7 separate regions of the Mus musculus genome follow, and all the other regions are linked to region 1. Evidence: chromatin contacts called from public ChIA-PET and HiChIP or PLAC-seq data. All regions are on one chromosome and are shown on one strand. The core of a region is the stretch at or near the end of the contact, and the rest is flanking DNA. Distances in the headings are between cores, read along the strand shown. Region 1 overlaps Xdh (xanthine dehydrogenase). Region 2 holds the start of Lbh (limb-bud and heart). Region 3 has its middle 15 kb from the start of Gm30420. Region 4 has its middle 17 kb from the start of Gm30476. Region 5 overlaps Lclat1 (lysocardiolipin acyltransferase 1). Region 6 overlaps Lclat1 (lysocardiolipin acyltransferase 1). Region 7 has its middle 8.2 kb from the start of E330032C10Rik.

The links. HiChIP or PLAC-seq counts read pairs in DNA pulled down with a chosen protein or histone mark. ChIA-PET counts read pairs in DNA pulled down with a chosen protein or histone mark.
Region 2: an H3K27ac HiChIP or PLAC-seq map of double positive thymocytes shows a contact between it and region 1, with 5 times the contacts expected there. The contact joins the promoter of Lbh here to the enhancer-like site in region 1. A contact is called at or near these places in 9 of 39 promoter capture datasets (the 3T3-L1 cell line, hippocampal neurons, liver and 4 more), 1 of 15 datasets of contacts at CTCF or cohesin (the NIH/3T3 cell line) and 9 of 115 datasets of contacts at active chromatin or transcription factors (T-cell acute lymphoblastic leukemia, cardiomyocytes, craniofacial prominence and 6 more).
Region 3: an H3K27ac HiChIP or PLAC-seq map of large pre-B cells shows a contact between it and region 1, with 4 times the contacts expected there. The contact joins two enhancer-like sites. A contact is called at or near these places in 2 of 39 promoter capture datasets (hippocampal neurons and pre-B cells), 1 of 115 datasets of contacts at active chromatin or transcription factors (large pre-B cells) and 1 of 9 other capture datasets (adipose tissue).
Region 4: a CTCF HiChIP or PLAC-seq map of the NIH/3T3 cell line shows a contact between it and region 1, with 5 read pairs. The contact joins two enhancer-like sites. A contact is called at or near these places in 1 of 15 datasets of contacts at CTCF or cohesin (the NIH/3T3 cell line) and 2 of 115 datasets of contacts at active chromatin or transcription factors (the NIH/3T3 cell line and large pre-B cells).
Region 5: a contact with region 1 is called in an H3K27ac HiChIP or PLAC-seq map of large pre-B cells, with 3 times the contacts expected there. The contact joins two enhancer-like sites. A contact is called at or near these places in 1 of 15 datasets of contacts at CTCF or cohesin (the NIH/3T3 cell line) and 1 of 115 datasets of contacts at active chromatin or transcription factors (large pre-B cells).
Region 6: an RNA polymerase II ChIA-PET map of memory CD8 T cells shows a contact between it and region 1, with 7 read pairs. The contact joins two enhancer-like sites. A contact is called at or near these places in 1 of 15 datasets of contacts at CTCF or cohesin (the NIH/3T3 cell line) and 2 of 115 datasets of contacts at active chromatin or transcription factors (large pre-B cells and memory CD8 T cells).
Region 7: a contact with region 1 is called in an H3K27ac HiChIP or PLAC-seq map of double positive thymocytes, with 7 times the contacts expected there. The contact joins two enhancer-like sites. A contact is called at or near these places in 3 of 115 datasets of contacts at active chromatin or transcription factors (astrocytes, double positive thymocytes and large pre-B cells).

What each region holds. Positions count from the first base shown.
Region 1 is chr17:73,903,554-73,907,798 of GRCm38.p6, forward strand. Xdh (xanthine dehydrogenase) reads right to left here. Exons shown (of 36, transcript NM_011723.3): 21 at 4,068-4,192; 22 at 3,142-3,275; 23 at 2,651-2,738; 24 at 2,457-2,543. Among named protein-coding and RNA genes, the nearest start is that of Xdh, 45 kb to the right of the region's middle. Within about 2 kb of position 1,993, at least 22 of the 459 cell types and tissues checked have an H3K27ac peak or open chromatin away from gene starts, as enhancers often do. A contact at or near this core is called in double positive thymocytes and memory CD8 T cells, where this site is marked.
Region 2 is chr17:72,916,430-72,920,674 of GRCm38.p6, forward strand. It overlaps Lbh (limb-bud and heart), which reads left to right and starts at 1,876. Exons shown (of 3, transcript NM_029999.4): 1 at 1,876-2,149. The coding sequence starts at 2,124. Gm30375 (predicted gene, 30375) reads right to left here and starts at 1,726. Exons shown (of 2, transcript NR_168598.1): 1 at 1-1,726.
Region 3 is chr17:73,006,887-73,011,131 of GRCm38.p6, forward strand. No RefSeq gene overlaps it. Among named protein-coding and RNA genes, the nearest start is that of Gm30420, 15 kb to the right of the region's middle. Within about 2 kb of position 2,090, at least 85 of the 459 cell types and tissues checked have an H3K27ac peak or open chromatin away from gene starts, as enhancers often do.
Region 4 is chr17:73,052,060-73,056,304 of GRCm38.p6, forward strand. No RefSeq gene overlaps it. Among named protein-coding and RNA genes, the nearest start is that of Gm30476, 17 kb to the left of the region's middle. Within about 2 kb of position 1,697, at least 48 of the 459 cell types and tissues checked have an H3K27ac peak or open chromatin away from gene starts, as enhancers often do.
Region 5 is chr17:73,124,867-73,129,111 of GRCm38.p6, forward strand. All of the region lies in intron 1 of Lclat1 (lysocardiolipin acyltransferase 1), which reads left to right. Among named protein-coding and RNA genes, the nearest start is that of Lclat1, 19 kb to the left of the region's middle. Within about 2 kb of position 1,710, at least 14 of the 459 cell types and tissues checked have an H3K27ac peak or open chromatin away from gene starts, as enhancers often do.
Region 6 is chr17:73,161,613-73,165,857 of GRCm38.p6, forward strand. It overlaps Lclat1 (lysocardiolipin acyltransferase 1), which reads left to right. Exons shown (of 6, transcript NM_001177967.1): 2 at 211-379. The coding sequence starts at 215. Among named protein-coding and RNA genes, the nearest start is that of Lclat1, 56 kb to the left of the region's middle. Within about 2 kb of position 2,274, at least 52 of the 459 cell types and tissues checked have an H3K27ac peak or open chromatin away from gene starts, as enhancers often do. A contact at or near this core is called in memory CD8 T cells, where this site is marked.
Region 7 is chr17:73,257,103-73,261,347 of GRCm38.p6, forward strand. No RefSeq gene overlaps it. Among named protein-coding and RNA genes, the nearest start is that of E330032C10Rik, 8.2 kb to the left of the region's middle. Within about 2 kb of position 1,724, at least 94 of the 459 cell types and tissues checked have an H3K27ac peak or open chromatin away from gene starts, as enhancers often do. A contact at or near this core is called in double positive thymocytes, where this site is marked.

The DNA.
Region 1 (4,245 bases), core at 743-3,242:
CAGATACTCATCATTAATATACAGTATGAGGACCTAGCCCATCCCATCCAGTATCCTTAATATGATAGATAGATAGATAGATAGATAGATAGATAGATAGATAGATAGATAATTGACAGAGATAGATGATAGATAGATAGATAGATAGATAGAGAGATAGAGATGACTAGATAGGTAAATAATAGATTGTAGATGGTAGATAGATGATAGATCAATGATAGATTATAGATAGATGATAGATAGTAGATAAGAGAGAGAGAGAAAGGGAGAGAGAGAGAAAGAATGTTTTAAGTCAACAGTGATACAAAATATTCTAAAAGGGAAAGGAAAGTGGCAGAAACACTACAGTCCTCAGGAATCAAGAAATGGTGTGGTAAGGAGTTCTAGGGGTTAGAGGTTTAAGGTGTTTGGTTATGCTTCTAGACCTCAACCTTTATGAAAATCAAGTGATCTAAAAATGTCAATGATTATAGAGACTAAAAAGGATCACCCCCTTAAATCCTGTTCTTTTTATCCAAAAGGTCAATAAAAGGTAGCCTAGCAAAGGTCTTAGACATTAACTATTATACTCCAACTGAATACCACATACACACTCATAGACACACACACTCACATATACATATACTCACAGACACACACATCCACATACATACACACACACAAACACATACTCATTCACACGAGTTGTGACCCCGTTCCTATAACCACATCTGCAAAATCTCATCAGAAACCTATGCTTCCATTTTCATGAGGCTCCATTGGGGTGCCCCAACACTCTTGTTCGGATGGTATCACAAAAAGTCAGGTATGGATCTAAGACTCACCACTCACCACCTGTAGCCATTTATAAAGCCCTACCCACACCCTAAATAAAGCCATTGTAAAGCACATAAGACCCTGGACTTTCATGCTCACTTAGCAAAAAGACCTCTTACTGACTTTCCTTCTGGATGGTGCCAAGGGTCTAATAAAGAACCAAGGCCTTCACCATATCCCTGCTGTTCAGTAGCTAGTCAGACTTTAGCAGGCTTGGAGCCACAGCTACTGTGTGTTCACAATTACAATACCCTATGCTTCCTTGACCTCTAACTCAGACTACATAACTTTCTCTCTTGCTCTTTCCATCCCCTTCCTTCCAGTAGTATTTGGGTACAGTTATTTGAATAAGAATGGCCCCTATAGGTTCATATATTTGAACATTTAATCATAAGGAAATGGCACTACTTGGGAGGGATTAAGAGGTGTGGCCTTATTGGAGTAGGTGTGGCCTTGTTGGGTGAAGTGTGTCACAGGGGGTGAGCTTTGAAGTTTCAAAAGATAATAATAAATCAGTACAAATAAAAGACAGAGATTAACAGAGTACATTTAAAAATATGATGTAACTATATTTCTTTGAAATTTTCATTTCAATAATAATAGTAATCATAATATAATATAGGTAGATTGAAAGCAAAAGTTTAGAAAATATAGCATGTAAATATTAAACAAAAGGTACAAAACAGACTTTTAGTAACATTATATAAAGGAGAATTGTGAACAAAACATTATAAGAGAGAGATTATATAATGATAAAACGTCAGTTTCCCCAAAGCATACTCGTTGGTTTGGTCTCAAACAACAGAGAGGAAATACAGATGAACTAACAATTTCAAGGGCTCAAAGAAGAACAGATGAAAGAACAGGAAATCTGCACTTACAGTCAGAGGTCGCTGTGCCCCTTTCTCAAGATACAGAGATACTAGACTGAAAATTAGGAAGGAGGTAGAAGAACTCAGCACAAGCCAAAAGCAGCTACTGGACACCATAAGTAGTGTCCAGTACTCTACTTATGGGAGACAGAAAGCAAAGTCCTCCCTAAAGCTATGTTAGCTCCTCGAACTGTGAAAAGATAAATGTCCATGGCGTATATTATTGAACACAACTGAATTTCATCAGAGGATGTCTCTGCACCAGGATGGGATGCCCTGCAACCTAACTCCCTGAGTATGCTTTACTTTGTAAAAAGTCACTTCCGTTTCCTGTCTACAAATGCCACCTGGCCACCTCTCTGAGCCTCTGTTTTGAGCTGACTGGTTTGTAAAGTGTTCTTTGCTCGTTTAAGCTCTCTGAACTTAATTTTTGCAAAGCTTTTATTTTATAAACAAATATTACATCTTTTTGTCTTTTTCATGAGCATGCACATGCACACACACATACATACACACCACACACACACACCTGAAGATGTATACGTAATAGGGCTAGCATGGCAAATATCTTGAACAGAAAGGACGAGTTACTAATCATAGATATAATATGGTCATTCTCTGCTTAGAGATTGTCCAAGGACGGGAAGCTGAAAGTGAGGAAGATTTAGTTACGTGGCTATACAGAAATAATTGGCAGGGATGCCCCCAGACTGTGCAGCACACCCTTGGCCTTCCAGTCACTCCTAGGGGCAGGCAGATACTACTTACACTCCGAGAGAGATCCTCACTGTTCCCGCCATTGCTGAAGTGAGCCACCTCCAGTGCCACTATAGTCCCAGTCTTCATGAAGCCCACCTGATGAAAGGAGAGTCATTCTCAATATCACCCATGTCTGTCTGTCTGTCTGTCCTGGTCCATCCCACCCATTTATCCTACCCGAGTAGACAGAACAGATCAATCACCTTGTATTTAGCCAGGAAGGGATGTCTGCCACCAGTTATGAGCATGTCCTCGTCTCGGTCCAGCATGCAACGTACAGGGCGGCCTGTCCTGGGGCAGCGGGGGATCAAGGAGGTTAGAAACCTGTAAGCCTCCTGCAGCCTAAGCCCCGTGTGTCTCAGGATGCTAAACAGTACGGAGGTTTGCTTTCCATCTACACACTGAGCTTTTCAGTGGTGGTGCTGTGCTGAAGAACACAGGAAATGCCAGGCTGTGAGTCCTCACCTTATTCCTAGGGAGCTTAAGCTAGTTGGGGGGTGGGGGTGGAGAGAGAAGCCATGAATACAATGTACAAAGAAGCTGGGGAGGGTATCCCTGCCCTTATGTTCAAGGGTTTGAAACAGAGAAAACTGAGAAATCAAAGTAGGGACAATTACTTTCAACAAGGGGAGACTCTAGAAGGCCATCCTGACCAGCTGGCATTGTAGCAGGAGAAGGGGGCCTAGAAACTCACTTGTATGCAGCCAAGGCCACTGCTGTGGATATCAGAGTGCTCCGGGTCTCCTTCCCTCCAAAGCCTCCACCCATTCTTTTCACTCGGACTACAATTCTGTTGTCTGGAACACCCAACATCTTTGCAATAAAGCTCTATACAAAAGAAGAAAAACAACCTTGCATTGACACATCCTCTGGACCTTTTCAAGGCCTGACCTCAACCTGTCCAACATGCCTGGGCCTAAGCACTACTATGAATTCTGAAATTTCTGAAGTAAACATCTTCCCCACCTCCCAGTGGTGACTGGTGCCAGGATCCAGCACTCACTGGTCACCACCAAGTGAATTCAGGCAACTCGGATATTTCCTTTTTTACCAGAAGGGCAAGATAACAGCATGCATTCAGGGTGAAAAAAAAAAAATCATCTCACTTGGCAAGGACTTCTAGGTCAGAATGGTAAGAGTAGATACCAAAAATCCTGGCAACCAATATCATGTACCAGTTAGTACATGTACATACACCTAGTATTGTATTGTATTGATAGTGCATGTGCAATATCATATACAGACAGCTGTATCTGCTAAGTTAATGGTCCTTATGGTTATCACATGGTCCCATACTTGATTTTAAACAATGAGATATTTGGGCAGGATATGCCTTGGTATGTGCTGGCCACATAGCCTCAGAATTATAAAAGTGAAGACTCCCTAGGTTCTAGTGCAAGTTCTAAAATGTATCTGATTGATGAAATGACGCTAGCAAGCCCCACCTTACTAGTTAATGTTAAATGGCAAGTTCAATGTCCCTGGTGGTGAACAGGCTCTGATTCCAAGACTAATACTCATGTCCCTCTTAGGATCTATATCTAGTATCTACTTCTTCCTGTTTCCTATTCTGCCCGACCTGGTCCACTAGGAGTTCTCCTGTCACTGCCTTGAGCTGACCTGGGTTTTCATGGTGTTCTGTGTGCTCACGAAGAGCTCCATCTCGCCTGCCTCGCCTTTCGGCACGGCAATGGTGCAGTGGGTCTCCAGATAGAAGTGCTCCTGGCCACCAATATATAATTCTCCTGGGGGAAGCAATGAGAGACCCCTGATGAGCCCAGATCTGTACAGGGATATG
Region 2 (4,245 bases), core at 626-3,125, 990 kb before region 1:
TCCTCTTCCCCAAAAGGGCTGATTGATTTCCGTGGTGTGAGGAGGTGGTGAGAGGGTTTGATAGGTAATAATCACAAATATGTAACATGCATGTGTCTGTGACAGGTCACGATGGTACCATCCATTGCCTTTCATCTCAGGTCTTGTGAGGGATTGTATGGGCAAACATGGGAGAAGGTTTTCTTCTGCTAACCCAAGGGTCTGCCTCAGGGCCCACCCTCAGAGGGTTTCCAGGAAAGCTCGGTCTAGAATCTAGATCTCTAGACTTTGGCTTCTCTTTGGCTCCCCAGGTGACAATATGCCACATGTCAGCCAATGGCACTGAGATACTTTCCCATTCTATTAAAAGGCTCAGGCTGCCCCTCCATTAATAACACACCACGGACCATCTTCCCTTGGCCCCTGTTCATAAAGCCCCACCCTCCGCCAGACCCCTGTCACCTGGTCAGAAGCAGAAGCGAATAGTCCTGAAGAGCACAAACAGCGCTTCATTTGTCTCAAGGGGGTAAGGACAGCCTCCTGCGTTTTTCTGATTACAGGGCTTATGAAATACGGCTCTTTTAGGACGCTCCAGTTTTTACTCAGGATGTATATAGGTACGCATAGTTGGGAAAGCAGTTATTGCAAAGTTGCTCTTAGAAAGAGTAGATGCTGAAAATTATGAGGTCCTCTTTCTCAACATCCGCGTGGCCCCTGCTACTGAAAACTCGTCTCTTGATGCCAGCAGCTTTTTGCTGGATATAACCAGTACGCTTTTCTTTCAGGGTGCAGACTTATTTTAAATCACATTTAATTGTGTTTAGTTTTCGACCACGGCTCTCCCTTTCCCCAGTCCCTTTATGCACATAGGTCAAGGTTAGGAAGCTGTTTTACAAGAGTAATTGAAACAGAGGCCACAGCGGGGCAGCGCTGGGTACTGAGTCAGACTCCGTTCTTCCTGGCTGTAGGGGCTGCACAGCAGTTTAGTCTCCAAGATAGACACCGGAACTGCAATTCCTGGGCTATGAAGGAGTCAGTCTCTCAACTCTGTGTTTTCTATCAGATGGGCTCTGGGAGCTAAGGCTAGCCGGGTGTACTTGTATTCCGCTCGTTCTCCTCACCCTCTACTCCCAATGCAAACCGTATATGCTACTCTGTGTGTGTGTGTGTGTGTGTGTGTGTGCACACGCAAGCGCGCTCGCGCAACGGAAAAACCCTAGTAAGACACCACATCCTTTCTCCCACAAACAGAACCCTCCATGGACTCCAGGACCGCAGACTTTTAGAAAGCCAACAATGCCCCCTCCGGCATGGGTGCCTCCAGCCCCGCAGCTGTGCAGCCTTCTTTCCCATCTTTTCCTTTTTCCCCCGGCCCCGCCACGATCGGGATGCCACAGGCGATAATGTCCAAGAGAGGCCTACTTTGCATGGATGACCAGTGAAGGGTCCTGAGATGTGGAAGTCACAGAGAACCCGACAGCGGGCGCTCGGATGGAAGAATGGCGCCCTCCCCCGGCGATCTGTCTCTTCCCGCGTGGGCCCCCATTCCTTCCTCACGCCCACCCATCCCCGTAGCCCTTAGAGTCCCTGTGTTCAGAGAGGGGGCTGCGGACGCTGCGGATTTATGGTCAGGAAGCTGCGTTGACATTGAACTCCAGCTCGGGAACACGCGTGTGTGTCAACGGTGGGGAGGGGGGCGGGCTCGTAGCTGCTGGGAGCCAGCTCAGGCAGGGTGCAGAGCCCGGCTGGTCCCCGCCGCCGCCCGCGGGAGCTATGAGCGCTGAAGCCATTCATGATTTTGGTGACGTTATTCTAAGAGTGGGCGAGGAGAGGCGGGGCCGCTCGCCGACAAGCCCCGCCCCTCCCTTATAAATGCTGCTTCCCGGGCTCTTTGTGGGACCCGGAGATCGGTGGAGAGCGGAGAGCTTGGTCTGCACTGCCTACGCCGTTGGCAGCGAGGCTGTCTCCGGAAGGCGGACCGGCGCTAGCCCAGTACCCGCTCTCGGCTGCCCGCTGCTCTCCTCTGCGCCCCTGCCAATCTCATTCAGGACTCAGTGACTGGTTTTTTTTTGTTTGTTTGTTTGTTTTGTTTTGTTTTGTTTTTCTTAATCACAAGGGCGTGGGTCAGCCTCCCCTAGGACTTCATGTCTGTATATTTCCCCATTCACTGGTGAGTATCCTGCGCCTTTGGCGGCCGCCAGTTTAACCCGGGTGGCTGCGCAGCCCGGCAGCCTCCTAGTGCCGGCTCCGGGTACGAGGCCGGAGAGTGGCACGGACACCCAGTGCGGGTTAACCCGCCAGCCTCAGCCCCTGCAGGAGTCGACGTCAAGGTTGCAAAGCTGGAGGTTGGGGGAGGCGGTGCTGAGAGCATCCAGACAAAGGAAGTGAACTCGGAACCTTCACTTAAGTGGCGGCCAGAGGGCGTGGATATGGTGGCGTTGGGTGGGGAGAACCTGGGGTCCCACCTGAAGCCCCCTAAGGAAACCCTGTCCGCTGAGGGCCACAGGAGATGAGTCCTGCTTGGTGCAGGGGGCTCCGGTTTCCCGGGCCCCTCCCCTTCTCCTTTTTGTTTGCACGCAAGTCTCGGCGTCGAGGATGGCTGCAGAGGGGCCGAGCTGGTGCAGCCGCTGGGTTTGCAGAGCTTCTGGGGGAGGGAGGATGCTGGGGAGACGCTCTCCGCACAAACAAGCCACAAGCATCAGGGTGCAAACTACACCCTCACAACCCCTGCCCTCTCCGTTGTCCCTTAAATCCAACGCGCCTTTGTGGAGGGCCGGGGCTAGGAAGGAGCAAGCTCTCCCAGTGCCAGATTGGAAGAAGCCGGCCACTGCTGAGTCGGGGGCTGCAGAGATTTGCCTGCAGCCGGGGAAGATCGGGTGTGGAGGATCAGAGCCGAGAAGGATGGGGGACAGGCCCCTAGCTGCTGGGACGTGCGCGCCAGCTGCTTCTTCCTTCCTGCTGTGGTGTAGAGGAGGGGCGCTACAGGGAGGCGAGCACCCGTGGTCCTGGAGCGCGCTCGCAGGTGCCAGCCTTGGAGAGCCAGACCCGGGTCCAATGCAAGGTCTGAACCCGGGGAGAGCGGCGCTATTCTGCTTAGCCCAGGAACTCTGAAAGTTCGTGTTTCTCAGTTTAACTTTTTGGGCCCGCGCCACAGTTCCAAAAAGGAACAGACGCCGCTACAGGAGACGACGACCCTGGTCTTAACCCTGTAATGCTATTGACTCTCTTCTTTCAGGGATTGGAGGCAGCTTTTCCAGACTAGGGAGGAAATTGTTAAAGTCTAGCTTCTAACCCTAAACTTGCCCCCATGACAGTCACCCTTTCTTAGTCTCTCCTCCCCCTCCCAGTTTAACTGTGATTAGAGGGGCCAATGACTTTCAAAACAAAGTAAAAATCCCCTACACCTGAAGCTTGTGTACCCCCTCATGTGCAGACAAGTCAGTTGCCATATGGGTGAGGCTTTGAAGAGTGGTGGAGGCCTTGTGCTCCACCCCCAACCCCCCACCCCGCTCAAAATGTAGTAAGGTCGAGATGTTAGAAGCCCATGGGGACATTGGCCCCCCCACTCACCCATTAAGGTTTATGATTATTTTGTTAATTGGTACTTCCTACAACGTTTGCAACATTTTCCCCTTCGGACATAACCGTGAGATTATGCCTTATTAGCAATCATTTGCATCTTGGATATAAACAGGGCTCCCCGCAGCTCAGAGAGGTTCTATGATCTGTTAAAAATCACACAGTGGTGAGGGCAGCTTTTTCAGATCCCGGAGAAGATTATATATATATATATATATATATATATATATATATATATATATATATATACACACACAAGATTCGTGTCTTCCTGTTTTCTTAGATGTAGTTTCTCTAAAGCCTACCCCTGCCTAGACTTTTACCTTTTGAAAACTTTGTGCACACATGTGATCGTGAATACTGGGCGTTGTGTCATGGGTACCTGGATTTGGTGTTAAGTATTTGGTACTATGCTGACTGGACCCTGTGTCTGCCCATGGCCTGTGTAAGGATAATGGACTGTTTGTACCCTGCTTAGAGTACAAAGTACTTTCACATGTCAGCCATTGGTGGGCCAACTTGGCCCCTCTGGAAATGTCCTTGCACTCAGAATCTGTCCCCTTAAGGCTTTTAATCCAGGGATGTTTTTCATGCTGGGAGTTAGTAGCCTGCAGCTGCTGCACTCCAGGGGGGGGGGGGGGAGTGGCAGATGTGGAGCTTGCAGAAAAGCTGACCCCTTGAGGTGGG
Region 3 (4,245 bases), core at 840-3,339, 900 kb before region 1:
TGGAGCCATACCTGGCTTATAGTCCTGGGATCATTCCCTTCGGTAACCCCTTTGAGCCAATCCCTGTTGCAGGAAATATTTAAAAATAGAACCAGCAGGCTTCCCGCGCTACCTCCAACTCGGCATCTCTCTGAGCCTGTGCTCCGCAGTCTCATGCCGGATCACTGCTGCCAGGCCCGCACATGTGCCGGCAACTCTCAGCCCCATTAGCTCTGTATCTACCCACCAATTCTCAGGCTGGGCCGGAGCTCCTGAGTTCTCTTCACTACAACGCCAGCCCACGCAATGACCGTCAACCCCACAGTCAGCCACAACACTCATTTACCCGGTAGAATCAACTCTTAAAGCTTATAATTAACCAATCAGATTTATGTATCAATAAAATCTCAATTTACAAGATGCCAATACAATATTTTCAGAGCCAATTGATAATGATGAAAGCATTATCCCAATTAGTCTAAACTTATGATATCATAACTACCTGTGGCTGGTTATAGCCATGCTGGTTCATGTCCACTTCCATTTTGCCTTCCCCTTCCTCTCAGACACTGGCTCTCTCAACTCTTAGCTCCGCCTCCCTTTTCCCTGTCCAATCACAGGCCTTCAGCTGCCCTAATGTAATTGGGCAGGGAAAATCCTGCAACAAATCTCTTTCTTTTCTTGAGCCTTGGTCTCTTTGTGCTTGATGTGGAACTAGCCGTGTCTACTCAAAGGGCTCTTGTGAGAAACAATAACTCATGCAGGTCACCTAGGACAGGGATCCACAATCATACCTTTGTCCGTAATGGGCCATTTTACAGACATATTTTTTAGGTATGGAATTTCAATTGCACTGAAAACCAACCGTGCAAGCCACCAAAAGGGGTGACATTTTGAAGAGACGGTGGTGGGTAGCTTGGCCTCTACCCACTCAAACCTACTTGACAAGCATCAAAGACTCTGCCTCGGGGCACATTTGGACAACCTGTGTCTGAGGAAAGCAGACTGCTCTGAGGTTTCAAGAGACTGTGAATAAATATCCCATGAGAGACAAAGATGCCATTTTATCCCGCAGAAGACATGGACGACCCACTATCCAGAGCCTATGCATCTGGGCTAGTCTCTCAGGAGAGTGAATGGGTGTCACTGGACCCCTTTTTCCTTGTTCCCAGATGGTTGCTCAGCCTCGTGCACCTGTAGCAGGGAGGAAATAATCTGAATGCCTTGGTACCTGACCTATGACCTTGCCTCATCATGGTACTAGCCAGTCTGGGTTCCGTTGGGCTAGAGTAACATTGTGTATAGTCAAACCTGTCAATGCCTCCTAGGAGTGTCACATATATCACGGTAGCTGCCCTGCTGCTGAATATGCACAAAACATCCTAAAGAGGCGTCCTTCCTGAAGCCATAATCAAGTCAAGAGCTGGGGATACTGAACTTCGTGTCCTGGGGTGCAAGCGGCTCAGAGAACCAACGCCGACTCCCCAGAGATGGCCATGGTCATGGCAGCATCGAAGAGCAGAGCATTCCACGAGCACGAAGCAAATGCTTCGCTAAAGGAGACCCGAAACACTAGCTGTATCGGCACTGTGAGAGTTCGGGATTATTTGTAATGATTGGAGAAACCCTGTGGACATATACTGTCCCACCTCTGCCCTCGGTTTTGCCAGTCTGTTCAAAACTCAATTTTGACTAAACAGCGCTTATCTACGGTGTGTCTCAGCGTTGTTAGGTGTGTGCTAGGATTACCTCATCAAATCCTTAATGCTGCAAAGCAGTACAGAGATACTCATACCAAATTATGATTGTGACTTTGAGTCTGGGGCCCTGGCCTCGTCCCAAAACTATTAAACATCAAGATCCAAGGCAAGGCATTCAAAATCGAGTCTTAAATTCCCTCCCTGCCTTCTCCGTGATTGTCTTCCAGGGGAATCTGGTCTGTGTCCAGCCATTCTCCACACCGGGAGATACCCACACCCAGAATACGCCAGAATCAAAGATGGATCAGCATAGTGGAACGGGAAGGGAGAATGGGCAGAGTGCGTTCTAGCTGGTTCTGATTTTAACCAGAGAGGTTCCTTTATTTTCTGGTCTATAAAGCAGAGGGAGTGGTTCTCGAAACCACTTCCTGCCCTGCCTCCCCACTGGTGACTGCCTGTGAGTCTCTGAAGGGCTGTGGGTCTCCATTTAATGTGTTTATGTAATCATGAGGTCCTTCTGCCTGTGTGCAGCTTGATGTCCAAGGAGGGACACACTATCTACTTTCCCAGCTTCCCAAAGAGCATTGGGGGAGGACTCTGGAATGTACATCTCCCCCTGGTGACCGGAGGAGGAAACTGCAAGCCGTTTCTCCTGGGCTCCAGGGCTCCCAGCACAAAGTGACTCTTAGCCCACCACACAGAAAAGGTGAATACAGGCTGCCTTGTGCTCTCTGTCCATTTTCTGGTACACATGGAAGAGTTAGAGGATCGAATGGTTGTGAGAAACAAAAGTCCAAACAGGACGAGGCAATGCTGTAGCTCTCTAATGGCTGAGAAAGTTTAGGAAAAACAACCTTATATCAGGATTGGACACTGAAAGTTCTCTGAAAATGTTACCTGCCCCGACTTCTCAGCAGAAGCAGAAGGAATGGCTAATTTTCAGAGCAGAGTATGATTAGAGAATTACTCCAAGTCAGGTTCAAGAGAATGGTAGACCTTCCAGGAGCTGACTAGAAGAAGGTACTTGGAGTGCTTGGAGTCCCCCTCCAGCATCCTCCCAGAGTTATAAGGGGAGGGTGCCAGCAGTAAGTGGGAGAATCAAGAACAAATAGGTAATCTCACATTGAGAAGGTGCTTCATAGAAGCAGGGAAAGGTGACAGGAAAGAACTGTGTGCTTGGGGGAAGGCTGGAGACGTCTCTTTAAGCAATGGCACCAGGAGACTCTATTTGAAGAGGGAACATGGCTGCCATTCCTTGATCCAGATATACATATGGAGGGTGAGCACCTTTCCCCAATGAAAGGAAAGAACTAAGTTAATGGATGAAACTTTTTTTGCTGTTCTCAATTCTTCAATGATAACTGTTGCATAGCTCTCCGTGGATGCCAAGAAAAGACAGCACGTAGCCAGCAAATGTGATTTAAAACATCCCGTAAATAGATGTTTAAAGTGTGTGCTTTGCCCAGACATGAGAATGCTTGAGATTTTATACAGTACACAGTCAAAGCTTGGGTGTTTTCTGTTAGTGGATCTGTCCCTAGTTTATGTGGCTGAAATAAACTTTCATCTGAATTTGGTTTCCGTTTCCATGATGATTTGCCAAACCCTGGCTGTGGGCCAGGTCCGTGGTGGGTCTTGGCCTACATGGGTAAACAAGATGACAGAGTCTCTCAGGGAGTTTTTGGTCTTCTAGAAGAGCAGGGCCAGGAACTGTGACAAAGCTGCTGTTGTGGAAGGAAAGATGAGGCCCTGGAGAGGAGACAGGAGGCACATCTGACCCACAATCATACTTAGAGAAGGCAAGAGAGAGGACACAGTGCTAAGCCAGGCACCCCAAGATGGATGGGAGACAATTAAGGGAAGAGGGGTAAGGGGTGCCATAGAGCCTGTTCCAGGCAGAAGCAAATGCCAGACAAGGAGAGCAGGAGATATTTTATACATACATACATACATATGTGTGTGTGTGTGTGTGTATATATATACATATATATGTGTGTGTGTGTATGTATATGTATATATGTGTGTGTGTATATATGTATATATATATATATATATACATATATATATATATATATATATATATATTCCCTGCAACTAAATCACAATATATAACAACATAAGAAGGCACTTAAAAAAGGAAGGACAAAAAGTTTAACAAGGACAGGAAAAGTGGCCAGAGTTCTGATAGAGATGCACAGATAAGAGAATATCTGGGGCCTCTACAACCAAGTGGAATTTGAAAATCTTCATTTTAACAAGCTCCCTGGATGAATCCTTGACACGAAAAAAAAAATTAACACTGATAAACTACTTTTAAGTCTTTGACAAGTTTTCTACCAAAACAAATATTGAGAAATAAATTTCCAAGCCGTAAAACAATGAGAAAATTGGACAAATTTGAACATGACTGTATTAAAGAATTGTCTGGCTTTTAACGTGTTGAGATATCACAGTTAAGGCTTCTTAAGGACCCTGATGTTCTGGAAATGCAGACTAAGACAGCTACGGATAAAACATGCGGCAGCAGCACGGCCCGGGCAGGAGAGCAGATGAACCGGAGCTAAGA
Region 4 (4,245 bases), core at 447-2,946, 850 kb before region 1:
TGCTTTACGGATCTTGGGAACATCCTAAGCCATTTAAGTTTCACTTCCGGGGTCTTAAACCTTCCTCTGGAGGAGAGTGTTTCACTTAGTGTTATACATCACTGCTCATGAAAGCTCTCATCATGGCCATCTGACCCAGTGGAATGGAGCCACGGGGGCGGGGGGGGGGGGGGGGGGCGGGGGAGGGTAACCCTGTTCAGGCTTTCCACCACCAAAACTGTGAGCTAAATAGAACCCTTTTCTTTATAGGTATTGAGCTTCCTACATTTCGTTAGAGCAAGGGAAAATGAACTAGAACAGAAGCAAACCCACTGGTTCAAGAACCTGTGACTCCTCTAAGTGGACATAGCTTCTCTGAGGCCTTTCTGCACTTGGAGGCATGAGCCGTCCTCACCACTCTGGAGTTGGAAGGGCCTGTTCTTTAGAGTGAAAAAGGCAAAGTATCCAACCCTAGAAGCCAAAATGCTAATTCTGCGGTAGCAAAGGTGTCAGGAAGGGAGAGTTTTCCTATGGAGAAAATGTAGCCCAGAGGAAACTCATGCGCCTATCACTGGGTAACTCTAAAACAGCCCTCTGCTGGATGGGCTAGCTCAATGAACTCCCTCAGCCTTAGGAGATGGGGCTCTCAGGGGGAAAACAGCTCGTACCTTAGATGTTGGTTTTGTACAGGTTAAGCACATTTAGTTCCCCTCTTCAGTTTTTTTTGCAAGCTAAAAGTTTTCTACTGACTGGTTATATAGTAATGTAATAATATAGATACTTAACCTTACTAAGCTGTACACTAAAAATGGTTAAGATGGTATCTTTTTATGTGTGTTCTACTGCTTTAAAAATGTCTTGAAGAAGGTACAGAAACTTTTGCAGTGAAGTAGGACTGTGTAGCCTTGCCCAGGAATGCCTGATGCTTAGAAGATCTCTTGGTAGATCTCCATCTACTGTACAGAGTACCTTTAACTGTATTCCATTTGATCCTGACCGCACAGTGACTGTTGGATGCAGAAGGCTTTTATCATTCCAGTTTCTGTATGTTCTAAATGAGACAAAGATGAGTGTCTGGCCCAAGGGGGTAAAGGACTGGGGTGACTCACAGAGCTTGTTATTCCAGAGCCAAGAGTTCATAAGATTCCAAATGAGGTGAGTGTGCCAATGGAGAGACGGGGAGGTGACACCCATGGGTGCTCACACCATGTCAGATATAAGGCTCTGGAGTAGCAGCTATGTGGTTTTGTTTGTTTGTTTGTTTGTTTGTTTTTTGACAAGGCAAGGTTCCATGTAGCTTGGGATAGTTTCAAACTGACCCTGTATCTGAGCATGGAGGACCCTGAATATCTGATCCTCCCGCTAGTGCCTCGTGAGTGCTGGGGTTACAAGCAAGGACCACCATTCCTGGTCAATGTGGTAGTGCTGAGGATGATTGATGCATGTGAGGAAAGTACTCTGACAGCTGAACTCTATCCCACGCCTCCCCTCTAACTTTTCAAGCCTATAAAGTGAGCTGCACTCTACTTTGGCATTACAGTTGTGGGAACATCTGCTAAGAGAGATCCAATGTTCACTAGCCTCCAATGTTACCCAGTTAGGTAAAAAGAGAGCTACTTCCCAACAATAAAATATGGGGCAATGGAAGGGCAGCTGCAGGCCAAGGACTATAGGGAGGAGTTGACTAGGTAACAATTGTTGTGCTTCTTATTGTCCTTAGGTTCTGAAGAACCTGGTGACAATTGGCTGTGCTGACATTGGAGGAGGTAAAAGGGGCAAGCCACAGGTGCAAGAAACAAACCGTTTTCTCAAAGGGAAGTGGAAAAGGAACAAAGAATTGCCACCTCCGAGACACAGACAGGAAAACAAAGTTACAAAAAGCCTGTAATTACAGTGTCAAGAGAAGTGGCCAGAGGAGAGAAAGGGCTGCTTTGCAAGAGACAGGGGAGGAAAAATGCAAAGGCATTTTTTCCCTCCTGTGCTACATTTATAAGAAAGCAACAGACAATGTTTGTACAAACTATGTAGGTCAAGTGGGGGGAGGTTATAAATACATTTGACATTTAGCTAATTTTAAAACAATTTTAAATGCAAAGGGATCAAATGAAACAATGCATGGGAAATGCTTAAATTATAAAGTGCTTTTGCAAAAGGAGAGTGGTACTTATTTTTATGAGTATATTTATAATAAAACTGCAAAGACAAAGAAAACTCAGGCCAAGAGCCTGGGCTGTAGTTCTGCAGGCTTCAACTCTTGCTGTGAGTCCCTGGCCTCTAAGCTTTCTCTTTATCTTGCTGAATTACAGCCTCACTCCACCTCTGGCTCAGAGGGCTGATGTAGGACAGCTGTTTAACAGCTGGCCTGCACTTACCCCAGGTGGTGGCATCTTAGGAATCAGTTGAGCAATTGCTTTGCTATGTGTTGTTTGAGTTTTACAAAAGCCTGTCACAGACTTGAAAGATTCATGTCAGCCCTGAATTAGGTGGTAGACACTGATGTCCTGAATAGGAACAATGGGTGCAGGCTCCACAGGAGAGCTAAGCTGGTTCTGAGGGAAGAGTGGAGGACAGCTGGACCATGGAGGGACCTTCATCACATTGGGAGGAAAAGCACTGTTCTCTTCCTGGGAGGTTCTAAAATAATTCATGTTGCTATAGCTGTATCATACCCCACTGTTTTGGGATTCTTTCTTCTCTCTTTTCTGTTCTGATTTATTCTTCCTCCTTCATTGATGTCCCTCTCATGCTTTTTTTTCCCCTTTGCCTTTCATTGTCTTAGTTAGGGTTTCATTGCTGTGAACAGATACCATGATCGAGGCAACTCTTATAAGGACAACATTTAATTGGCGCTGGCTCAGAGGGTCAGTCCATTATCATCAAGGCCGGAACATGGTAGCATCAAAGTAGGTGTGGTGCAGGAGGAACTGAGAGTTTTACATCTTCATCTGAAGTCTGCTAAGAGAAGATTGGCTCCCAGGTGGTTAGGAGGAGGGTCTCATTGCCCACCCTCACAGTGACACAACTCCTCCAACAAAGCTACACCTACTTTAACAAGCCCACACCTCCTAATAGTGCCATTCATTCCTTGGGCCAAGCATATTCAAACCACCACATTCATTATCACCATTTACTTTCTTTCTTACTCTTTCTGCCTTCCTCTCTTTACTTACTCTTTTTCTTCTGGCCAATGAATATTCATAGGTATATATGTAACATGAGGCTGAGAGACAGGGTGGCAGGCATGGATTTGAAGTAATGAATTGACTTTAAGCCAAGTGTCTTATAGACAACTTCTTCTTCTTGATAGAGGGTCAGGCTGGGTGATGAGATCCCAGGTCTGCAGAAGCAATGGGGCAGGGAACGTTCAACTCTCACTTCCTTACAGCAAAAGCTGTCCACTCAGTCCCAAGACAGCACAGAGCCCAGGCCCTAGTGAACTAGCAGGAAGCAGGCCATTTATGTGGGGTCTTCTGTTCAGCCTTCCCTGTTGTCCTCCGGATCCTTGGCTCTGGAATGCGAGTGATAAAAAGGTTCATTAGGACAAAGGAAATTGGAAGGGGTGATTTCCAGGGTCCTCATTGCCAAAGGAGTCTATTGAAACACTTGTTTTTTAAGGGTTTGGGGTGCAAGCAGTAAAATGACTTTAAAAAATTAAAATAATCTTGTTTCTCCATGAATGTGTCTGTCAGTCAGGCATCTGATGGCATGAGGGCCCAGTGTCGCCTCCCGTATGAGCTGGTACCTTGCAGACTGCTCGCAGCCGGTTGACATTTCAAATGACCTTTAAGGTCGGCTGGGTAAATATGCTTCTTCCCCTGAGCCTTCCCAGGTATTTGAACACCCCTGGAAGCCTAAGACATCATTTTTCCCTCCTGGGGAGCAGTGCTTTGAAGCACAGATGAAAACCACAAAGGAGAGAGACTGTTTGTCTGGGATAAAAAAGTAAGAAGTTCACGGATGGGAATGGCTGCACTGCTTTGGTGTGAGTGTTGTTGTTGTTGGTGGTGGTGGTGATGTTGGTGGTGGTGGTAATAGTGTTTTTGATGAGGGTAGGCTTACCAAAAAGGTGAGAAAATTACAAATGCAAAATTCAGGTGGAGCTTGGGGGTGGGGGGTGGTCTTGAAGCTATTTCCTCTTTGAAAGAGGAAAACCGGAAGCAGTCCCACCTAGGAGCGGCAAGCTTCTTAGGAAGCAGGAAGTTCCTGACACGTACAAGGCTCAGGAAGCAGAGAAAAACATCATAAATCTCAAATGACTCCTGAAAC
Region 5 (4,245 bases), core at 460-2,959, 780 kb before region 1:
GTGTCCTCCATTTCTGGACTGTAGTTTATTCCAGATATAGTTGAGTTGACAACCAAGAATAGCCATCACAATCCACCCCTTGTCAACTTGACACAAAATCATATCTTCTTATGCCATGATTAATATCCAATTGAAAGTAATAGCTAGGTATTAGTAACATATGTTACTATAACATAAAACCTAATATATAACTATCCTTCATACAACTGCAAAAACATTTTAAATTTGGGATATACACATTTAAAATATATGTTTATAGAACATGAAATATTTATATAATATCTATGTTTATATATTTATAATATATTGTATAGATACATATACATTCTATTTATATAGGCTATAAGTATATATGTAATATTTATGTTATATAATATATACTATAGATAGTACATAAATATATTTATGTATTATATACATATATATTTAAATATGTATATATATTTAGTATATGTATTCATTGCATAAGTTCTGTAACTCTAGAGAACCTTGAGTAATACACAAGCCCATTGGTATGTGAAGTAGGAGTGGTATTGTTGGATCCTGCTCTTTACCTAGTTTGATCTGATTTTACTCCCAGGCAGAGTATCAGAATTAAATAGAATTAATTGTAGGGCATCTGGCTGGTGTTGAATCTGATGCTACTTCTAGGAAATGAGTGTCAAAATCAATAAAACTGACAAGGCATCTGACTGGTGTCAGAGTGTAGTGTGTGTCTCTTCAGGAACTGTGGCAGTGGACTCTGCATCTTTTCATGTAGTACCCTTAGGAAGGGCAAGCCTGCTGTTATCTCCCTTGTCCTTTTGGTAGGAAAGGTGCAGTCATATTAGTTCAGGACCACAGAGCTAGATGTTTATGGGAGAATTCTCTGTTTTCTGACCACAGACCTCATTTCTTAACCTTTGTGCTGAGCCAACTGCCATTCTTGCTTTAGGGATTAAAACCATCCTCTGAACTGGCAGGTGTGATCTTTGCATTTATCTCATTTTGTTTTGAGACAGGGTCTGATATGAAGCATAAGACACATGTGTATATCCATGTGCTGGAATTACATGAATGGGCTACAGAGCTTCACCATCATTTTTGAGCTCAGAGCTTCAGTTGCTCCCCTATTGCAGGATAATAATTGTACCGGCTGGTTTTGTGTGTCAACTTGACGCAGGCTGGAGTTATCACAGAGAAAGGAGCTTCAGTTGGGGAAATGCCTCCATGAGATCCAGCTGTGGGACAGTTTCTCAATTAGTGATCAAGCAGGGAGAGCCCCTTGTGGGTGGTACCATCTCTGGGCTGGTAGTCTTGGATTCTATAAGAAAGCAAGCTGAGCAAGCCAGGGGAAGCAAGCCAGTAAGAAATATCCCTCTATGGGATCCAGAAGATGATGAGTGGAGGTGTAAGTTGTATCCCCAACTTGGTTCCTGGTCATGATGTTTTATCCAGGAATAGAAACCCTGGCTAAGACAATACCTGTACTCTTTATGCAGTCACTTAAGTCCCAAAGTGACATCACTGTCCAGACTTTGTATGAACTAAGTAACCACTTGTTGTATTTTTGGATAGGCCACTTTGTGTCTACAGGGGATGCAATATGTGGGTTCTGGCCCCTTGTAAACTATAATGGGAGGTCAGGAAAAGGATGTTGGCATAAAAATAGCACACACAAACCACGTGAGCAGTTCTGGAGGTCAAAAGAGGAGCAGCTGCATGGAGCAGGGCTGTTGGAGGCTGTCCTGCAGACTGGAAGGTTTCGAGAGCTGTGGCTCAGCAGGTGATGGTCTATGCACAGAAAAATGGGAGCAAAGGGATTGGAGGAGATGTGGTATTAGAGCTGATGGCAAAGGCTACTGCACCTTACATGGAGGGAGCCTTTTCTTGTGTTAGAGTGGTATTTTGCCCTCAGATGAGTCTTGAAAAGTTATGCTATGTTTTTGCCAGCTGAATTTTTTTGCCAGATCTTGCTTCTTGCCCACCTTTTAAACATACCGAGTGCTGTTGTAGGGTCAACCAGTGATAAGATTGGGTGAGCATGTTAGTCACAATTTTACTAAAAACAATGCATAAATATTATTTTGGTTTACCATTTTATATGTTATCTGAGCTTACCAAAGGAAGCTTTAAATTATAAAACTTCCAAAGCCAGTCTGAAGAAGGAAGTGTTCTTTAGCTTGAGTGAGTTCTGATAAGTATTGTAAAGTGTATTGTGTGTGAACTCACATGGTTACCATGTGTGGCTCATTCAGTGGAGTGGGTTGATGGCACTGTCCCAACTTGCCAGAGCAGAGAGGTTTGCTGCTGGTCACTTGTCCTCTGTCTTTGAAGACACAGAAACTTTAGTTGATTTTGGTTTGAAAATTAGCTGTGCTATGTAACATAATCCACTTTGGGGAAAAATAATATATAAAGAACAGTTAAAAATCACACAGTCTTATTATAGTTACACAATTTGTACCCATGTTTTTCACTAACTTATATTACCACTTCTTTCCCGTATCATTTTTTTTTTTGCTGTTGTTTTTTTATGACTTCTATTAATACATAAACATCATGTATAAAGTTTGGGACGATTTTCCCCCTTTTTTTCATTTACCGTTTTATAAGTTGCTCCTTTTACTTCATCGATGACTTTCTAAGTTAGTGTATTTTTGTGCTTCACTGTTTAAACCTTGCCGCAGACCCTCTGGGCCCCTTTGCGTGGAACGGGTCTCTAGTCGCAGGTGGGCAAAGCGTTGGATGGAATGACAGACAGATGCACACAGGAGAGGTTGTGTAGAATCTGAATGTAATTTGTCAAATCGAGCATCAAACTTTTTATACAGAAGAAAATAGGGAAGTTGGGTGACACACCAGCAAGGTACAAAGAGGTTACTGGATTCTTACACAAAACAGAGGAATGCAAACACAGAAGGTCTAACAGGAACCACCTGGGATAGAATTCATTGTTAACAACTGGGATTAAAAAGAGCTCCACCTAAGGTCCACTTAATCTTAGAAGCCAGGGGCAAGGGCTTCGTGCCTTTGCCATAGTTCCTATTTTAGTCTATTGTATAGTCCACCTTCCCCCTAGGCCATTGTAAATACGTGTCTATAGTATCTACTCTGGTTCCTCCTTAGGTCTCAAACTTCCTTCTTCCTAGATGATGGTAAATTCCTGTGTAGGGCAGTGACTTAGCTTTTATTCAAAGTGATAGTGTAATACCAGAGGCAATTCTGAATGTCACTGAATAGGCAACATTCTTACTGAATTCCAAGCCCATGGTCAGCTCAAGGACTTTCTAGGATGTTGGAACACTGGTGAAGGCTTAGCTATGTCAGAATTCAATCTTAAAAGACACTTATAATAAGATAATACTAAAAGAGAGCACATGGATCCATACACCAGACTAACTCGGGAATAGGGTATGAGTATATGGGTTAAAGAGAACGCCAGACTCCAGGAGGTGAGTTTCCGTGAAACTGTCTTCTTCGTGAGTGGCTTCCAGGCCTCTCGGCCTGTCAAGCTGACTCGACTGGAGTGCGTGGCAAAACCTGGCCCTGCAGAAGAGGAGGACATTAGCTCCCTTGGCACTGGAGTTCCTGTGGCTGAGCCACATGACTTGGTCTGGGAACTGAACTTGGGTCTGTGTACACTCTTGGAGCAGTACACACTCCTAATGCTTCTCACCAGTTCCCATTTCTTTATTGATGGGCATTTTACTCTTATAGTTTTCATGGACACATCGTACTCCAGTAAGGTATTTATTCGTTTACAAATTTATTGTGTTGGAATTGAGTTCATGGCCTCTCTTCCATTGAGGTATAACCCCAAGCATCAGTGAAGATCTTTCCTATACACTTTCTCCGTTTTTTTTGTATGATAGAAAACGTAAATGATATTTTTGGTTATAAATATATATGTACTTTAAAAGTGCCAGCCTCACTGTGTTGCTTTTTAGAGGAGCCCCATCTGTTAGCCTGTAGTTATATGGTGCTTGCCTCGTTGCCCTGTGTGCTCACTTCTACTAGATATTATCATTGACAAATAGGAGAGACTAGTAATTGAAAACATGGCTCATACTGTCTTAATTTGATTTTTGTGCGTGTTTTCTCATATGAGACTATTTTGATGCTTTGCCCATTTTTCCTATTGTTATATTTTATTCTAATTCTGTAGTGCTTTCATAGTTTACATGTAACTCTTTAACTCATCTGGAATTTATTTTGATTTTATGGAATGAAAACTGCTTGATTCTGGAGGAGATTCAAGGGCTA
Region 6 (4,245 bases), core at 1,024-3,523, 740 kb before region 1:
GCAGAATAGACATTTATGTATTTTTTTTTGTTGAGAGTATCAATTTCCAGTATGCTGGCAACTTGTTAGACTTAGAGCCAGGGAATCTGTGGCCCTCATCAGCACTCAGTAACTTTGTCTTTAAAGATTATTGTATACATAACTGTGATGAAATTCCAGAGCAAATGTATAGTAATAAAATACACTCTTTGTTTTTGTTTTATTTTCCAGAATCATGGTGTCATGGAAGGGGATTTACTTTATACTCTTCCTGTTTGCTGGAAGCTTTTTTGGAAGTATTTTTATGCTCGGCCCCATTTTACCTTTGATGTTTATAAACCTGTCGTGGTATCGCTGGATTAGCAGCCGTCTTGTGGCTACATGGCTCACACTTCCTGTGGTAAGTTGTGCACCAGAGAGGGGTCCGCCTGCTTGTGCTGGGGTGGCCTGTCTCTTGAACTCAGTTAGCATCGGAGGTCTAGTTCTCAGGAGAAACACAATATTCTGTGTTCTATAGTAAGCATTCCAGATGTAAAAAAGGAGAGAAATAGAAAACAGAAATACAAATATTCATGTCCTTAAAGCAAACCCTCATAGGGATCCTCACAGAAAATACGAACTTCTTTCTATGTTCTTCATGCATTTTCTTTTATATTTCATATAATGAAAGGTATATTTTTTATATCTAAAAATATATAAATGTTAAAGATTGAAGAGTTTTTACATTATTTAAATTTATTCTGCATATCCATTTTGTGTTTTATAAAGCAGTGATGCCTATTAAGATTCTATTGGGTCAGGGAAAGAATATCAACAGATTGTATGAAAAAAAATTAAGTAAAAATGTAACCCACCCCACAAAGCTTCTAACAGTGAACAGCTTCCTAACTTCTCAGAGGCGGGTTTGATTCAGTTCTTTCCAGTAATTACAGAGATTAGGAACTTACAAAAGACATGTGACTTCTCTGTGCAGATGAAGCGAACAGATTGGGTAAGATCAGAGTGCACTCAGTGTTCCGTAGTCATGGGGCAGGCGGCACTCTACAAGGTCATCATGGTGCTCTGAGAGCATCCCTCATCTTGAGCTGATGGCTGTTGGTTTCTAGTCCCAGCTCCTGCCTCCTCTGGTACTGGGAAGAGGCCGCTGCCAATCAGTGAGCAGTGCGTGCTTGTCTTTCCCTTGGGGATTGTTCCAGTCCTTTCTCCTTAGCAACAGTGAATTCTTCTTTCTGCTTAGGCTACTGGGCTTGTCAGACTGTTTTGGTAGGGAGGCCAGGTGTTTAGCGTCTGAAAAAGAAAACAGGAATGGAAACAGTCTTCCCTGATTGGTAAGGCCCCTTTCCATCCTGTTTCATCGCCATTCATCACTGAGGCAGCAGGCAGCGCGCCTGCCGTCAGGGTGAACGTGTCTTGTGGCTGCCGTGGGCCCTTCAGATTCAGGTTGACTCAGTTCCTGAAGTGGTGCTTGGGTAGGTTTACATGAACAGAAACAGCTGTGTGTGTGGTGGTGGTGGCTCACACCTGTAATCTCAGCACTTGAAGGGCAGGCGAATCTCTGAGTCTGCCGCTAACCTGGTCTACAGAGTGAGTTCCAGGACATGGGGTGGGCATGGGAGGGTTTCCTGACCATTGACTTTTAAATCATTTATAGTGTATTTTTCTTGTTGAAAAATGAATCCTGTAGTGAGGGCTCTTAAACTCGCAACCATCACTTCTAAAAGTTAGCCTTCCCCTCTTGCCGTTACTTGTGCTTTCAGTTTTCTATACAGATGTGTCTGCTTTATAAATGCAGTACTGCATGCAGCCTGGTCCTCCCAGCTTTCTCAGCACCTTCTCTCCCTCCTCCTCCTCCTCCTTCTCTTCTTTCTCTTTTATGGACACTTGCAGTTAAAGCGTTCTGTTCTTATTCTGTAATGAAATACACTTGACAAAAGGTTCTGACCTCTTCAACATCCTGGATCTCCATAGACACTTAGGCTTGCAGGTGTCTGCCCTGCCACACCTTGCCTGGCCTCAGCTGCTCTCTGAAGTAGATTCTAGGGCCTCTTCATTCTTGCATCTGTCGTGCCAGCAAAGCCAGTCCTACGTGGACAATGCTGTCACATTCTTCTACCAGCTTGAGATGTGACTAGGTCCCCTTTGGAGCACTGCTATCAGCTTCCACGTGCTTATACTGGAGAACACTTACCCAGACAGCTGCTTTCAAGGCAAGGGGAGCACTCTCAGCTACATTTCCTGATCAGGCTCTCTTTTCAAGTAAAATTTCCTTCTCACAAGTTGGAGCCCTTAATGGGTAAAGTCTTTCTCTTTGGGCTCATTTCCTGTTGTCACAGAGCACAGCCAGGTGTTTCTGTGGCTGTAAGGTTTAACTTTTGAGCTCTTTCCTCCTCAATAGACTGCATTTTCTTTTAAGTCTTACCCCCACTCCCAGGGTTTGTTTCTGTTGCTCTGGCTATCCTGGATCTAGCTCTATCTGGATCTATCCTGACTTTTTCTTCTTCTCTTTTTAACTGTAAACCTGGGTAAATCTAGTAAAAAGTAGCCATGCCACAGAATAAAATGCTCTCTTGTCTGAGAATTTCCTCTGCCAAACAGAAGTGATTAGCTTTAAATTCACTTCACCGGTGTTTTCAAGACACAGGCAGATTCTTTGATGTAATTACGAACAGGACAGATGAGAGTTCCATCTTGTGGGGGTGACAGTCCATTACCTAAAACATCCTCTTCAGCTGTGAGCTTGTCTTAGGGTTTTACTGCTGTGAACAGACAGCATGACCAAGACAAGTTTTATAAAAAAACAACATTTAATATGGGCTGGCTTACAGGTTCAGAGGTTCATTCCATCATCAAGGTGGGAGCATGGCAGCATCCAAGCAGGCATGGCATAGGCAGAGCTGAGAGTTCTACATCTTCATCCAAAGGCTGCTAGTGGAAGACTGAGGATCTTATGCCCACACCCACAGTGACACACCCACTCCAACCAGGTCACACCCATTCCAACAAGGCCACACCTCCAAATGATGCCACTCCCTGGTCCAAGAATATACAAACCATCACAGAGCTTATTCACCCTGTCTTTTCTGCTTTTCATTTGAATGAAAAACTTTCTTTTTTCTTTCTGTTAAATGAGGTAGAAGTTGACTGTTACTCTGTTTTATCAGAAAACCAGAGATCCACTTACCTATGCCTCTCAAGCCCTGGGGTTAAAAGCATGTGTCACCATGATCAGCCCATAAAGCTTTTAATTTTAAACAAACCAGCAGAAACATTGAGAAGTGCTTTAATGAATAATCTGTGTGTATTTCTGTGGTGGTAGGCTCGTGCATAGAAGAACATGCCCTGTATTTCCTCTATTGCTGTTCACTTATGCCTTGAGTTAGTGTTTCCCACACCAGAAGCCAGCGAGCCTCCCTCAGCAGCCCTCCTGTCTCCATGCACACTGGAGGAACTGCAGCTGTGAAGCAGGTCCAGCAACAGCACTGGCCAGCCCTGGTTAGGGAGCTCTACCTAGCCGCCCAACGCAAGAAACCAAGACTACAGCACATCCTTATGCCCAACTTCAGTTTAAATTCCAAACCATTTACATGTAAGTCCTAGTTTATTTTATAACTAGTGGAGAAAGGCTTGATCAAAGGGGATTAAAAAAAATCCAACCCCTCAAACACTATGAAACAATTCAACATTGACAGTGAATGAGCTATGAGCATGTGTGGTAGAATGAAACACAAACATGACATTGAAAGAGGAGCAGAAACAGGTCATAGATTTGAATATCCACAAGTAAGGCTTTCTAAAAGAGCTTTAGAAGGAAATACACTCAGTACAAAAAGAAACAACTACAAAGTTGTATCCACGGCTACTTATTCCCAAAAGAGGACACTTGGGAGGCTGTGGTAGGAGTTTGAGCCTAGATTCTGGACAATATAAAGGAGAAATGAAAGGGGAGCAAACCGGCTCACTGTGTAAGAGCTCTCATTTGTAACACACACTTTCCTTCTGAATATTCAATCTAAATTATAACCACGGGTACTAGAAATGTTAATTTAACAAACCTGGCAAGCATTTCAACATTCATTTGTGTCAGGAATTCGATGTAGATGGTATGCTGGAAGATTTTAGTAGACAGTCTTCGTGTATTCTTTGATAACAAAAGATTATCTTTTTAAAAGAAATTTTATTTATTTATTTTATTGGGTATTTATTTCATTTACATTTCCAACGCTATCCCAAAAGTCCCCCATACCCTCCCCCCACTCCCCTACCCCC
Region 7 (4,245 bases), core at 474-2,973, 650 kb before region 1:
GAGAGTCGGGTCTACATGTGTCTCCTAGACCTTCTGGGAAGCACCTTGGCAAGCAGTCTTCAAACCTCCAACACCAGGACCTCTAAAGCCACCCTTCCCAACAAATTCAGCCCTTCAATTCCAAAAGAAGGAACAGGTGGGGAAGGCAGTGAACTCACCATGGGTGGTAGAATGAAGGATAGAGAAACTAAAGACATGTACCTGACCTTGGTCCAGATAACCATTCCTACCGCAGAGGAATGAGCTATGCACAGATGGCCTTGACCTTGAAGGAACATTAGAACATTCTAGACATCCATCTCTCCTATGACACAACTCTTTATTGGGGTCCCGGGAGCTGTAGCTACGGAGAACAGTTGGCTATGTGTTAAGAGGGAGCAGAAAGAGCAGAGCCCAGCTTCACCCCTAGGCTTCATTCTGGTTCCAGAGGACTTGCTGAATTGGCCTCTGCAAGCCAACATTACTAATGGGTTCTGAGCCTGTCATCTGTCCATTGTAGACTCGTCATTCTATACCAGCAGAGAAGGGGCCTTTTGACTCTGAAACGGAAGACCCATTTCATCAGTCAGCGACTGCATTGATTGACAGTTACTATCAGTGGCTATCCAGAGATGCGCACAGAGAGGACCTCTCTCCCGGCTAGCTGTGCACACAAGGCCCTGTGTACACATGAGGTTGAAGAGGTTGCCTTCTTGGACCTTTCTTGTGGACGCAAAGCTATTCCCTTCAACCATTCATCTCCCTTCCTCCATTCTGCACTTGGTTCAACTCTGACCGGGAAATCTCCACATGAAACTCCAAGCTCCTATCCGCCGCCCTCGAGGGTGATTTGCGCACGCTAACCAGTCCCCCCTCCCCTTTCCAACGTCCTTTCTTAGGCCTCACAGCACTGAAAGGGTTTGTGTTCTCTAGAGAGCAGTAAGGATCCCAGGGCCAGAATCTGTCTTTACAGAGCTAACACTTCACTCTGTGCACAGTAAGGGCTTAACATTCTAAGCTTAGAGTAAAAGTATACCTTAGCTGCCATGGGGTTTTGTGTTCTCACCTGGTGGTGGGACCCCCTCCTTCATGGGAAACCTCTGGGTAGGTACCTTATCCTGGTGAGTCTTATCCTGAAAACCCACTGGCCTATTAGTATCCTTAAGAACAGTTAGTGAACTGATTTCATGCATTTGCGTAGTGAGCCCAGTGTCTCTCTGCCTTTCTCTTGATCCTTCTTGTCTAAATTTTCTCCACAGGGGGAGAGCCGACTAGGTGGGCAGGTGCTGTGCCTTTCCAGAAGCTCATTTCTGAATGGTTGGCATCCCTGAGATGTGCTTTCCAGAGCCCAGCAACAGAGCCCAGCAGGCTGGAGCAAGAGATCAGGCTCGCATGCAAAGAAGCAAGGAGCACTGTCAGCCAGAAGGATTCTCTCTCTATATATAGATATAGATAGATATTGTGGTCAAGCTCAGAGTCAGCTATGAGGGGATTTCTCAGCCCTGCATCTGGGGGTCATTTAATATCCAGCTCACCGCGCCACGCCCCTCCCCCCAGGTTTTCTTATGCCTGTGTTGTCCTTCAATGGATCTGGCTGCATTCTCTGCTCCTCCAGGTCTCAGTGAGAAGCAGGCACAGGAACTCTCTCGTGAACTCATTTGCTCTCCCGGTTCCCTCTGCACCTGCTGCCTCTAAGGGCCCGGTGAATCCAGCCGTTTCCACAGCAAACAGTCATAAACAGCCAGAAGCGACCCAGCACTCAGCACTTCCGGTGCAGAAGCAGGGTGGGGAGTCGCTGCTTTGGCAGAGCCCATTTCCATACAGATGTTTTCAGCCATAAAACCGGAGGCTTGAAGAGCAAGAAGTGGGTCGGGTTGCAAATGACAAGGCCTGCGAAGGACATTAGGCTGAAGTTCAGACCGTGATTCAGAGCTTCCTCAGGGCTAACCTGCACCTCACAGCCGGTCAGCTGGGGGCCAGAGGTTTGGGAAAGTGGGAAGTAGCTGAAGGAGCTGAAACCAAAGAGGCCCACCCTGGTTGTGCAAACACAGACCCCCCCCACACACACACACCTTTACCAAACATACCTACTGTGGTATCAGTCCACTGCCTTCAGTTCTTTTTCTTTCTTTCTTTCTTTTTTTTTAATAATTGACAGAAATAATTTTTTTAAAAGATTTATTTATTGGTTATATGTAAGTACACTGTAGCTGTCTTCAGACACTCCAGAAGAGGGAGTCAGATCTCGTTACAGATGGTTGTGAGCCACCATGTGGTTGCTGGGATTTGAACTCCAGACCTTCAGAAGAGCAGTCGGTGCTCTTACCCACTGAGCCATCTCACCAGCCCAAGTTCTTTTTCTTTCCAAACATGCTTGTGACTGAACAAGTTTACTGGGACAGAGCAGAGAGAAGACATTTCTAATGAAGTGTGACTATCTAGTCAGTGGTGACCTTATAGCTTGGGGTTGTCTGATATCAGTGAGACAATGCGATGCAACGTCGTCTTTGTTAGGGTTTCTATTGCTGCAACAAATCCCCATGATCAAAATCCAAGTTTGGCTTTCATTTTGCTCAGGTTTGGGGCAGACAGGGTTTATTTGGTTTACACTCTCATATTGCTGATCATCATTGAAGGAAGTCAAGGCAGGAACCCAAACAGGGTAAGAACCTGGAGGCAGGAGCTGATGCAGAGGCCATGGAGGGGTCCTGCTTACTGGCCTGCTTAGCTAGTTTTCTAATAGAACGTAGGACCCAGGGATGGCATCACCTATGATGGGTTGAGCCTTTTCCCATCAACCACTAAGAAAATGCCCTACAGGCCCGCCTATAATGGGATTTGATAGAAGCATTTTTCTCAATTGTGGTTCTCTCTTTGCAGGTAACTCTAGTTTGTGTTGACACAAGGCTAGCCAACACGAGTATATGTGTCAGTTCATACATGGTTCCTTAGAGCCTGTGATGGTTAATCTTCACCATCAACTTGACTGGATTTAGAATCAACATGGAAACACATCCCTGTGTCTATCAGGGTATTTCTAGAAGGGGCTAGCTGAAGAATGTGCAATACAGTTTCATGAGCTGGGGTACAGATTGGATGAAAAGGAGAATGTCAGTTGAGCATCAGCGGTCATCTCTCTTTGCTTGCTCACAGAAACAATGTAGCAATGTGACGAGTCAAACAATGTAGCAAGGTGACAAGTCTCCACATATTTCAGTTGCTGTGACTTCCCTGTGTGACAGATTGTATCTCTGTGAACTGTAAATCTTGTCTTGAGATGGTTAGCTTTTATTGTCACCTTGAGGCAACTAGAATTAGCTAGGAAGAAAGTTTTAGTAAGTTACCTTAATCAAGTTGGCCTATGGCTATGTCTTTTGGGAAGTGTCTTGTCCATTTTGGGTGACATCCTTCCCTGGGGGTTTGGAGTCCTAAATTATACAAGATAAGAAAAAGCTAGATAAGAGAAAGTAGGCAGCAAGATGGATTCATTTCTCTCTGCTGTTGACTGTGGATATGATGTCACTCACTGCTGCAGTGCCTGCCTTGATGTTCCCTTAATAAACCCTTTCCTTTCCAAAGTTGATTTTTGCCAGAGTTTCCTTTATCACAACACAGATGAAACTATAATACCCTGTAAGCTTCTTCTAGTCAGATATTGTAACTACTGCAATGAAAGAAGGGTGATGCCCAGTGGCTCTTTTTGGAGTTGGACCTCTTTTAACCCAAATCCATTGTAGGAGTGGAGGGAGTTTGAGAAGTCTCATGAGATGACATGGTGGAGGGGGTGAAGTCAAGTACACACAACATGATGGTGGGGGGTCCTTAGTTCTAAGATAGCATAGCTCCTGGAACATCTCTGGGTCACCTGCCATGGTTAAACTCTGCGACCAAGACACAGCACTGACCGTCTTAACTTCTAGCCATGCAATGAAGAGATGTGTTCACACACACAGCTTATAATGAATAGATCAGGCTATGTCTTGTACTGGGACATGAATAAAACATGCAGGGGAGGCAAAAGGAAGAATCAGACTTAGAGCAAAGTGATAGCAGCTCCTTGAAGGCGGTGGCAGGAATGGTCCAGGTAGATATGGAAGGCAGGGCACATCAACTAGATGGGCATAGAAATAAGAGAGTTGGACCATGTCCCCAAAACAGCATCACATGTCCATCAGCAGAGAGGACAGCTGAAAGGTCTAGAATGTTCAGTCTTTGTTCCATGTAGCTGAACTTAATGACTCTTAAAGAGTAGCTACCCTAGTCTGC